Regions from separate parts of the Sus scrofa genome. Here region 1 is linked to region 2. Evidence: chromatin contacts called from public HiChIP or PLAC-seq data. All regions are on one chromosome and are shown on one strand. Each heading gives the region's core, a stretch centred on a gene start, on an enhancer-like site or on the middle of the called end of the contact. The rest is flanking DNA. Distances are from core to core; before and after follow the strand shown. Region 1 has its middle 2.7 kb from the start of CYP2J34. Region 2 has its middle 64 kb from the start of CYP2J34.

The links. HiChIP or PLAC-seq counts read pairs in DNA pulled down with a chosen protein or histone mark.
Region 1: a contact with region 2 is called in an H3K27ac HiChIP or PLAC-seq map of alveolar macrophages. The contact joins two enhancer-like sites. A contact is called at or near these places in 7 of 47 Hi-C or Micro-C datasets (alveolar macrophages, blood, mesenteric adipose tissue and 4 more) and 1 of 2 datasets of contacts at active chromatin or transcription factors (alveolar macrophages).

Annotation. Positions count from the first base shown.
Region 1 is chr6:152,463,616-152,468,798 of Sscrofa11.1, forward strand. No RefSeq gene overlaps it. Among named protein-coding and RNA genes, the nearest start is that of CYP2J34, 2.7 kb to the right of the region's middle. Within about 2 kb of position 1,621, at least 8 of the 83 cell types and tissues checked have an H3K27ac peak or open chromatin away from gene starts, as enhancers often do. A contact at or near this core is called in alveolar macrophages, where this site is marked.
Region 2 is chr6:152,402,440-152,406,990 of Sscrofa11.1, forward strand. It overlaps the pseudogene LOC100525291. Among named protein-coding and RNA genes, the nearest start is that of CYP2J34, 64 kb to the right of the region's middle. Within about 2 kb of position 1,997, at least 1 of the 83 cell types and tissues checked has an H3K27ac peak or open chromatin away from gene starts, as enhancers often do. A contact at or near this core is called in alveolar macrophages, where this site is marked.

The DNA of each region.
Region 1 (5,183 bases), core at 371-2,870, 61 kb after region 2:
AACTTGTCAGGGAGAGCCAAGAGAATGTCTGGTAAGTGGTTTGTTTCCTAAACTGTGGGAGGACATTTGGTCTAGACAATAAAGTGAAACCTCAGATGCCCAGCAACATCTACTTCCTTTGTAAACTCCTGGGAAGTTGCAACTCTAGAAAGCACCCCAAATGATATTTCTAGAATAAAAGCAATCAAATCAGGCCTTGAACTTCTGTAACATCTGAGATCTTGTCTTCTTTCTCCCGCGGTCAAATCATCCACGTTGGAGACTGATAAATTGGCCAAATTACTTTCCATTATATGCTCAGTCTCCTCATCTATAAAATGAAGGGCTTTGTTAAGCCATCTCTGAGTTCCATTTCTCCTCTGCTGCACATTTTCATTGGTTCCTGAAGGGAAGGCATTTATCTACTCCCTGTGGAATAGATGGAAAACCCCTGGCACTCATCCTGACCTAATAGATGCAACTGAACCCAGAGCCAAGTAGAGTGTGACCACAATAAACCAGAAAGCTTGCAGACATGACTGGGAGTAGTTGAAATTTCTGGTCATGTAAAATGTCTTTTTCCTTTTTCAAAGTTCATTGGAGAAACTCTAAAATGTATTTCCATCCAAGTGTAAAATAATTCTTAGCTGTATTTTGTTGCTCTCTTATTCCTCATCTATTTTGGACGCTCCAGAGCCCCTCTCTCTCTTCCTTTGTGTGACACATAGTGTGTCAGCACATGACATGTTCTGTGGCATCATGGACAAGGCACAGATTTTTACCACAAAGCAACCCAGGCGGTGGGTCTCTCCTCCACCTGTATCCTGCTGAGACAGACAAGCCCATGCTGCAGTGTCAGTGTCACATCAGGTTGGAGGTGGAAGACCTACAAGCAGCTGAGGAGCAGGGCACTCGGGAGATCCTAAGTTGTACAGAGTGTGTCCAGGTTGGGCGTGGCTGGACCACATGCTCCAGGGAGAGGCTCCAGCAGAGGGGCCACCTCCCAGAGCCCTGTATGTTTACAGACAGGAGGCAGGGCTGGCAAGTAACTAAGTGACAAGGACATAGCTTCCTGGTTGGGTTTCTATGTTAGACCAGGGAACCCCAGTGCTCTACCTGTTCTCCCCTGGAGCCAACTGAAGCTGCTTGTTGCTAAGCTACCAAGAGGGAAGGGGAGGCACTGGGAAGGAGTGTCCAGGGTCTTGGGTTTGTCTCTTCTCAATTCCTGACTGTGACTATCAGCTAAGCATTTAGCCCTCAAGCCTTTGTTTTCTCCCTCAGATACATGTGTCTGCAGGCAGAAACCACACTCTGGTGATGAGGGTATAAATCCAAACATGTGATCCTATCTCTGTAAGCAGATTGATGGCAGGGGACTTAGTAGACTGCAAGGGACAGAGTAATTTTATTCCTACCCCCACCCTCTCTTCCACTCTGTAAACTACTCCTTTTGTCTCTGAACGAATTTTCAGTAGGGCAGGCCCATCCCTTTTCTGGTCACTCTTAGGGAACAAACTTCCCTCTTGCTACATGCACTTCCAAGAAGATTCATTTGTCATCACATGGCGTCAGCCAGTAAGTACACAATTTATATAACTTCCTAAACTAGCTGATGTAGCTTCATTGCTCAACCCAGTTATAGAACTGGAAGCTCTGCAGGCGAGGTCAGTAGGGTGCAGCCAACTCTTCTCTAGACACCACGTGCCCCTCCTTCAACACCACTGCCTCCAGCCCCACCACACCCACCCCAATCTACCAGGGCCCTCCCTCCATGATGCTACTTCGTGCAAGAGAACAGTATGTTGTTTAATGTCCAAGTAGTTGGAAGTTTTTGTTTGATTGTTAGCTTGTTTTCGTCTTTGTGTCTTTTTAGGACTGCACCCCAGGCATAGGGAGGTTCCCAGGCTAGGGGTTGAATCGGAGCTGTAGAGACTGGCCTACACCACAGCCACAGCAACATGGGAACTGAGCTGCGTTTGTGACCTACACCACAGCTCAAGGTAGCACTATATTCTTAACCCACAGATCGAGGCCAGGGATCAAACCCTCGTCCTCATGGATACTAGTCGGGTTTGTTAACCACTGAGCCACTACAGGAACTCCAAATAATTTGAAGTTTTCTACCTATCTTTCTGTTATCGATTTCCAGTTAATTCCGTTGTATTATGAAAGCATAATTTTATTTGTGTACTGATATTTGATAGTGTGTTTTATGTTAGAATGTGATCTATTTTGGTAACTGTTCCTCATGAGCTTGAGAAAAATTTTTGTGCTGCTTTTGTTGGATGATGAATTCCTAAATATCAACCAGATCCAATTGATTGATGGTGCTGTTTGGTTCAACTGATTTTCCGCCTCCTGTTTCTGTCCGTTGGTGGTAGAGGGCTATTCAAGCCTTTATAACAATGAATTCATCTATTTTTCCTTTCAGTTCTACCAGTTTTACCTCATGTGTTTGAAGCTCTGTTAGGTGCATACACATTACAAGATCGCTATGTTTTAAGGATTGACTGTTTATCACTATGTTGTGCCCTTTTTCAATCCATGATAATTTTTCTTGCTCTGATGTCAGCAATTAACACAGCTACTCCAGCTTCCTTTTGATTGGTGTTAGCATGGAATAATCTCCTATCCTTTTAATTTCAATATATCTGTGTATTTATGTTTAAAGTGGTTCTCTAAGCAACATAGGGTCAGATCTTTTTGTGTGTATATTTTGTATGTGATTAGAAAACAAATAACATAAGATCTACGTGCTTTACAAAGTTTTTAAGTGTATAGTACAACACTGTTATCTATGAGCACAATGTGGTACACAAGGTCTGAGAAATTTTCCATCCTGGCATGACTGGAATTCTCTACCAATTGAAAAGAAGTTGTCCCATTTCCTCCTTCCCCCAATCCCTGGCAACCAGCAGTGTGGAGAAATTGGAACACTTTTGCACTGTTGGTGGAAATGTAAAATGGGGCAGCCACTATGGAAAACACCATGGAGGTTCTTCAAAAAATTGAAAATAGAACTACCTTAAGATCCAGCAATCCAAGTTCTTGGGCTTTTATCCAAAACTGAAATCAGAATCTTGAAGAGAGGTTTTCATTTCCATGTTCATTGCAGCATTGTTTATAAAAAGCCAAAAGGTAGAAACAAACTAAATGTCCATTAAGGGATGAATGGATAAAGAAAATGTGGACTATACATACAACGAACTATTCTTCAGCCACAAAGAAGGAAATCTTGTCATATGCTACAATATAGAGGCACCTTGAGGACAATATGCTAAGTGATATACGCCAGCCACAGGAGAAATGTTAATGATTCCGCTTTCCCAAAGTATCAAAAACAGACAACTCATAGAAGGAAGTGTGAAGCCTCCAGGTTTGCTCTTCTCTCTCAGGATTGTTTTGGCTATTCAGGGTCCTTTGTGATACCATATGAATTTTAGGATTATATTTTCTGTATAATTTTATTCCTGTAAAAAGTGCCTTTGGGATTTTGATAGGAATTTCACTCACTTAACAATGGATACTTTTTTAAATGTTCAATTCATGAACGTGGGCTATCTTTCCATGTATTTGTGTCTTCTTTAATTGTGTTCAACAGTATTTTATCATTTTCAGTGTAGAAGTCTATTGCCTTCTTGGTTAAGATTACACACACACACAAATTGTTAGGATTAATAAATGAATTCAGCAAAGTTGCAGGATACAAAATCAACATAAAAAATTGTGTTTCTATACACTAATAATAATCTGAAAGTAGTCTTGTTTTTTTGTCCACTCTGACAGACACTGTCTTTTAATTAGTGCATTTAAACCAATGGTTAATGTGGTTATTGATACAGATTATTATGTACCATGTTCATTTCTGTTTTCTACTCATTACTCTTGATTTTTCTTTGTCTTTTACTTTTTCTCTCTACTCTCCTTTCAATTATTTTGTATAACTTCATTTTCTCTTCTGTCCTAGCATGCCAACCCTTCCTTTATTCAAAACTTAAGTGGTTGCCCTGCAGTTCACAGTACACATTTCCACCTGATTCAAATCCACTTTCAAATAGCACTAAACTGCTTCACTCGTAGTGAAGGTGCTTTGTTATTACAATAATTTCCCTAATTCCTTCCCTCTGTCCCTTCCAAACTTGTATCATGTGTGTCACTTATCTACAAGCTATAACCACCAAATACATTGCTGCTTTTCTTATTTTGAACAAACTCAGATCAATTAAGAAAAAGAAAGTAAGAACTTTTGTGTATCTATTTTTCTCTAATGTGCTTTCCTTCCTTATTTAGGTCTGCATTTCTGACCTGTACTTTTTCCTTCCTTCTGAAGAACTTAAACATTTCTTGTTAAGGCCAGTCTACTAGTAACAAACTCCCTTACATTTTGTTTGAGAAAAAAAAAATTTTTTTTTTCATTTTTGGGGCTGCACCCATGGCATACGGAAGTTCCCTGGCTAGGGGGTCTAATCAGAGTTGTAGCCGCTGGCCTACTCCACAGCCACAGCAACCGCTAGATCTGAGCGGTGTCTGTGACGCAGGATGCTCAACCCACTGAGCAAGGCCAGGGATCAAACGCATCCTCATGGATAACAGTCGGATTCACTTCCAATGCACCACAAAGGGAACTCCCTTGTTTGAGAAATAACTGCTATTACAGTTTTTCCCCCAATCTGTCTTCTGTTGCAACATGAGTATACATGTAAGGATAACCTGACCCCCTTGCTGTACAGTGGGAAAATAAAAAAATAAATAAAAATAAAAATAAAAAAAAATAACTGCTAGATGGAACAAGAAGGACATCTGCATAATTTTGTCGGTGAAGCAATTTAGGTAAATAGGAGACAGCGGTGCCTGGCACATAGTAAGCACCCGGGAAATGTCAGGTGCTGCTGTTGTCAGGATTGTTTACCAGGGGCAGTTACAATCCTTAGGTGAGAGAATGATTGAAAAACAGGAAGCTCAGGTGTCCCTGGTGCTGAGACGCAATAAAAACACAAACCTAGAGTCCCAGCGGTTTCAGAGAACATCAGGCTCTCTAAATAGCAAATAAAAACGCTCTTTGGCAGTTTTTTTCCAGGACCCAAGCATGTTCTTCAGGAATCTGACTCCTGACAGCTGGCGGGCAGCAGGCAGCTGGGTGGGTGGCAAGGGAAAGAAGGGACCTGGAGAAGGCGGGGCCTGGGGAAGAGCTGGAGGGGTGAGTC
Region 2 (4,551 bases), core at 747-3,246:
TAGAGTGTAGAAAAACATTAATTCAGAATTGATGAGACAATTAGAAATAAAGGTTGAAATTTAACATCATTTGGCTCGAGGTCTTAGGAAAGCCTACATACAGCCTTTTCGTAATCTCTTCTTTACCCTCTGCCCATGTCTGAAGGAGTTTCACACAAAGGGAAATACAAGCATTATTTCATTACCACTTGGACCTGTTCCCAGTTTCCTACCCCTTCCCCCAGCTCCCCAGTTCAGAATAGAAGTAAAGCTGAGTCAGATGCCAGAGTTTACTGTCACAGGGGAGGGATTTTGACTTCCTTTTTCATCCCCATATCATCTGCTTTCCTATATAATAGGAAAGAAGCAGGAAAAATACCAAACTGAATGTTTAGCCTTTACCACAGTAACCCCTCTGGTGAATACCTATCACTGCATCAGATTCATCATCTTTGACCCATCAGATTATTTGTTCCTTCTCCTCAAGTTGGGAGAATTTTTATTTCTTTATACCTGCTCTCTTATTTCACCTTATTGGCATAACATTAATGGGAGCACTGACTTCTCCTCTGAAGAGGAGACATCACTTGTTATGAGGCATGAAGGTGAGGGACCACACAAATAGGAATGTGGATGCCTTGAAGCTTCTTCAGGAAGGTGGTAGAGATGCTGCAGTGCCATGAGGAAAGGCTGTTGGGATCAGAGAACTTTAAACTAGAAAGGAAAAGATTAACAAGGGGATGTGTGAATTGTTGCACTTTAGAGAAATGCAGTTTGTTCTTTTTGGTATCAATATAAACATTCGTTGAGGATTTGCACATGCTCTTTCTATCTCTCCTAATTCATGATAGCATCTTAAGGGTGAGTATTGTTATTTCTATTTTATGGTCATAGAACTGAAACACAGAGAAGTATAGTAACTTTTTCAAGTCATACAAATAGTGAATGAGGTGAGTAATAATAATAATACTGGCACCCAAGACTCTTTTTCAGGAGTACTAATAGATTTTCCCAGATTATGGCTTAAAAATAATTGCCTTGATTTTCATCCACCAAAGGTAACAAAAGCTTCCAGCACTTGGGGCTGGGGGATGCTAATGATATTGCAGTAATGAGCCTATGCCTCCTGCGATGGCCAAAGGGAAAGTCCATTTCTCCAGGGTCTCTCCTTCCACGTTCTCTCTAGGATGACCCCCCAACGTGTTGTGACAACCAAGATCTGTGTGAACAAACCAATAATCATTTTACTTTCTAGCATAAGGGTGATGTTACTTCAAGTTTCCATGACGAAAACCTCATCTTTACCACCCTGGACCTCTTTGTTGCTGGAACTGAGACAACTTTGATGACACTGCACTAGGGTCTGCTCTACATGGCCCTGTACCCCAAAATCCATGTCAGTGGAAGGGTCTGGACAGGTCAGGATGGGGTCTTCTGGAACACACTGCTCTAGAGGTGAGGCCAGAGGCTAGCCTGGTAGGGCAGGGAGACAGGTAGGACAGGTTGTGATGGGTCCACATAACACACATACAACATATCCCTGCCCTCAGGAAAGTAGACTCCATGGGGGCAACAGTGAAGGCCATTGACGTTGTTCTGAGTTCCAGGAAAGAGCCCTTCCACTCACATATGAAATCTGGGCACAGCCTCCCCTCCTTTTAAGTCATATCTTCCATCACCCTGTGGACAATGTTCAAACACCCTCATCTATTATATCACATTCTCTGATCTGCCTCTTTTTGCCTGTCCAGCCTCAAGTCTTCTCACCCTGCATGGTGGCCCCACTAAATCTAATGGTGTTTACTTTGCACTGCCCTAATCTGTGCCTTTTGGCCATCACACCTGCTTTTCCCTGGAAGGATAATACAAGATGTATTTCCATAATTTCTTTACACAGTAAACCACTAGCTATCCTTAAAGAATTGGCTCAAACACAACCACCTCTAAGATGTTTTCCCTGTCTTTTAGGAAATTATGAGCACTTCCTTCCTCTAGAGATGACCTAATGTCCCTCCCTTACTTTACTCATCCTTTACTTCACACATCATTGAAATATCTGCCTCACGGGCTGCAGTCCGTTGCAGGACAGTGGCTGTTAGAACCGTGTTTCTTTCCCCGGGTCTCAGAACTCTTTGAGTAGATCAAGGACAGGATCACTAGAAAACAGTTTTTCAAACTGAGGGTAACATTTTATTAATAAGATATAAAGCCAATTTAGTAGATCAAGTACAACATTTTCCTAACATAAATTATTTTAGAAAGGGCAGAGTGCTTCCTATATACTAAAGTTAAATTTTTCTGTTTGGGTTTTTGTTTTTTGTTTTTTTTTTGTCTTTTTTAGGACTGCACCCACGGCATAAGGAGGTTTCCAGGCTAGGGGTCAAATTGGAGCTGTAGCTGCTAGCCTGCACCACAGCCACAGCAATGAGGGTCCGAGCCATGTCTGCAACCTACACCACAGCTCATGGCAATGCTGGATCCTTAACCCACTGAGCGAGGCCAGGGATTGAACTTGCAACCTCACGGATGCTAGTCAGATTTGTTTCCACTAAGCCTCAAAGGGAACACCAAGTTAAGTTTTTTTAAGTCTTGAAAATTTCTTTCTTTCCTTATATATATACATAAGAGCATGGTTTATATGTGTGTATATTTTTTGTTTTTTATTTTTTGTTATTTTTCCTGAGTCATGAAGTAATATGCATTTGCAATTGGGAACTACATTTTTTTAAGCTTAAAAGCCACCTAGTCAGGATATAATTTTAGCTTCTCTATAGAGGTCCAAAAAATGGCTTAAAATGGCATAAGAGGTAGAAGAGACCCAAGTATCTATAGATGGATGAATGGATAAACAAAAGGCATAATGTAATGAAATACTATTCAGTCTTAAGAAGGAAACATTATAGAGTTCCCAGTGGCCTAGCAGTAAAGGATTTGGCACTGTCACTACCATGGCACAGGTTCAGTTCCTGGCTGGGAAACTTTTGCATGCCTTGGGTGCATTCTGGAGAAAAAAAAAAAAAGGAAACATTCTGATATGTGCTAAAAAAAATGGATGAACCTTGAGAAAGTTATGCTCAATTAAATAATCTAGTAAAAAAATATATATACTATATGATTTTTTTAATGAGATATCAAGACTGGTTAAATTCTTAGAAAGTAAACAGTAGCTGTCAGAGGCTGGGTGCAGGAGAAAATGAGTTGTGTTTGAATCAGAGTCAAGTTTCAGTTCTGCAAAATAAAAATGTTGTGGAGATTGGTTGCATAACAATACATATATGCTTAACATTGTTAAACTGTACATTTAAAATGGCTGTGATGGTAAATTTTGTATTATGCATATTTTACCACAATTGTAAAAGATTTTAAATGGGCAGTTTAAAAAATGGACATTTGTATCTCTCTCCAATGAAAAAATCTAAGCTGTTCTCAGGAGAACCCTTCGGGGTCCAAGCTCCTTCCGGTGCATCTAGAATGATGTCCTTGCAAACACTCTCAGAGATGGCTCACCATTGAGCCTACTTTCCTGCAAAGTAGGAAGGGAAGAAGGAGAAGGAAGCACACATCCTCCTTTTAAGGGCAGGTTCCCAGCATTAAAGGTCCTTCTACATACATTCCATTGGTCAGAACTTAGTCACAAGGGAATCTGGGAAATGTAGTCTTTAGCTGAGCAACCAAGTATCTACCCAAAATCTCTGTTACTGTAGAAAAAGAGAAAAACACTTGTTGGGGCACAATTAGTAGAGTTTCTCTTACTTTTGGGATGCTCCTCTAAATCAATTCCTGTACATCCCAAAAATCCTAAAGATAAAAGTTGATTTATCCCCACTAATAAGAAGAGAAAACAGAGGCTCAAACTCTTTCAGTAACTTAGAGGAAGAATGTTGTAGAGAAAGAATTTTCAACAGATTTGTCCTAAACCAGGGCCCACTTTCCACTCACATCATCTTTGAGAAACTACAGTCTATAGCACCTACTATAACTTTAGCCATCATGATCCTGGTTATTCCATTCCTTAGCTTAACTAGGCTCAAGGAAAATTATGGCTGATAGAATATTAGAACTTCCTTTGCTTTTCCAGAGAAAGTCCAAGCTGAGATTGACAGGGTGCTTGGCCAATCACAGCGGCCGAACACAGCAGCTCGAGAGTCCATGCCCTACACCAACGCTGTCATCCATGAAGTGCAGAGAATGGGCAACATCATCCCCATGAACGCACCCAGGCAGGTAGCAGCCGATACCACCCTGGCTGGATACCACCTGCCCAAGGTAATTAGGGTCCTATGTGCAGCCTCAGATCTCCAAGTTTATACTTTTAAAATGGTAGGAATCTCAACTGGAAAAGTGACATGTATTCTTGTCCTAGGGAATCACCTAAATGGGGAGAGAACAATATCATCTCTGATTAAGTACTTTTTTGTTTGTTTCGTTTTTGTGTACATGGGATTCTTCTATCAAGTGTATTTAGGCAAAGCCTGACTTTCTTAGCTGTGAGGTTGCTCCGTGTTTTTACTGCATGATGTGCATTGTGAACTGCCTTGGGGTTACTACAAGCATCAGGCCTCAGACTTTGCC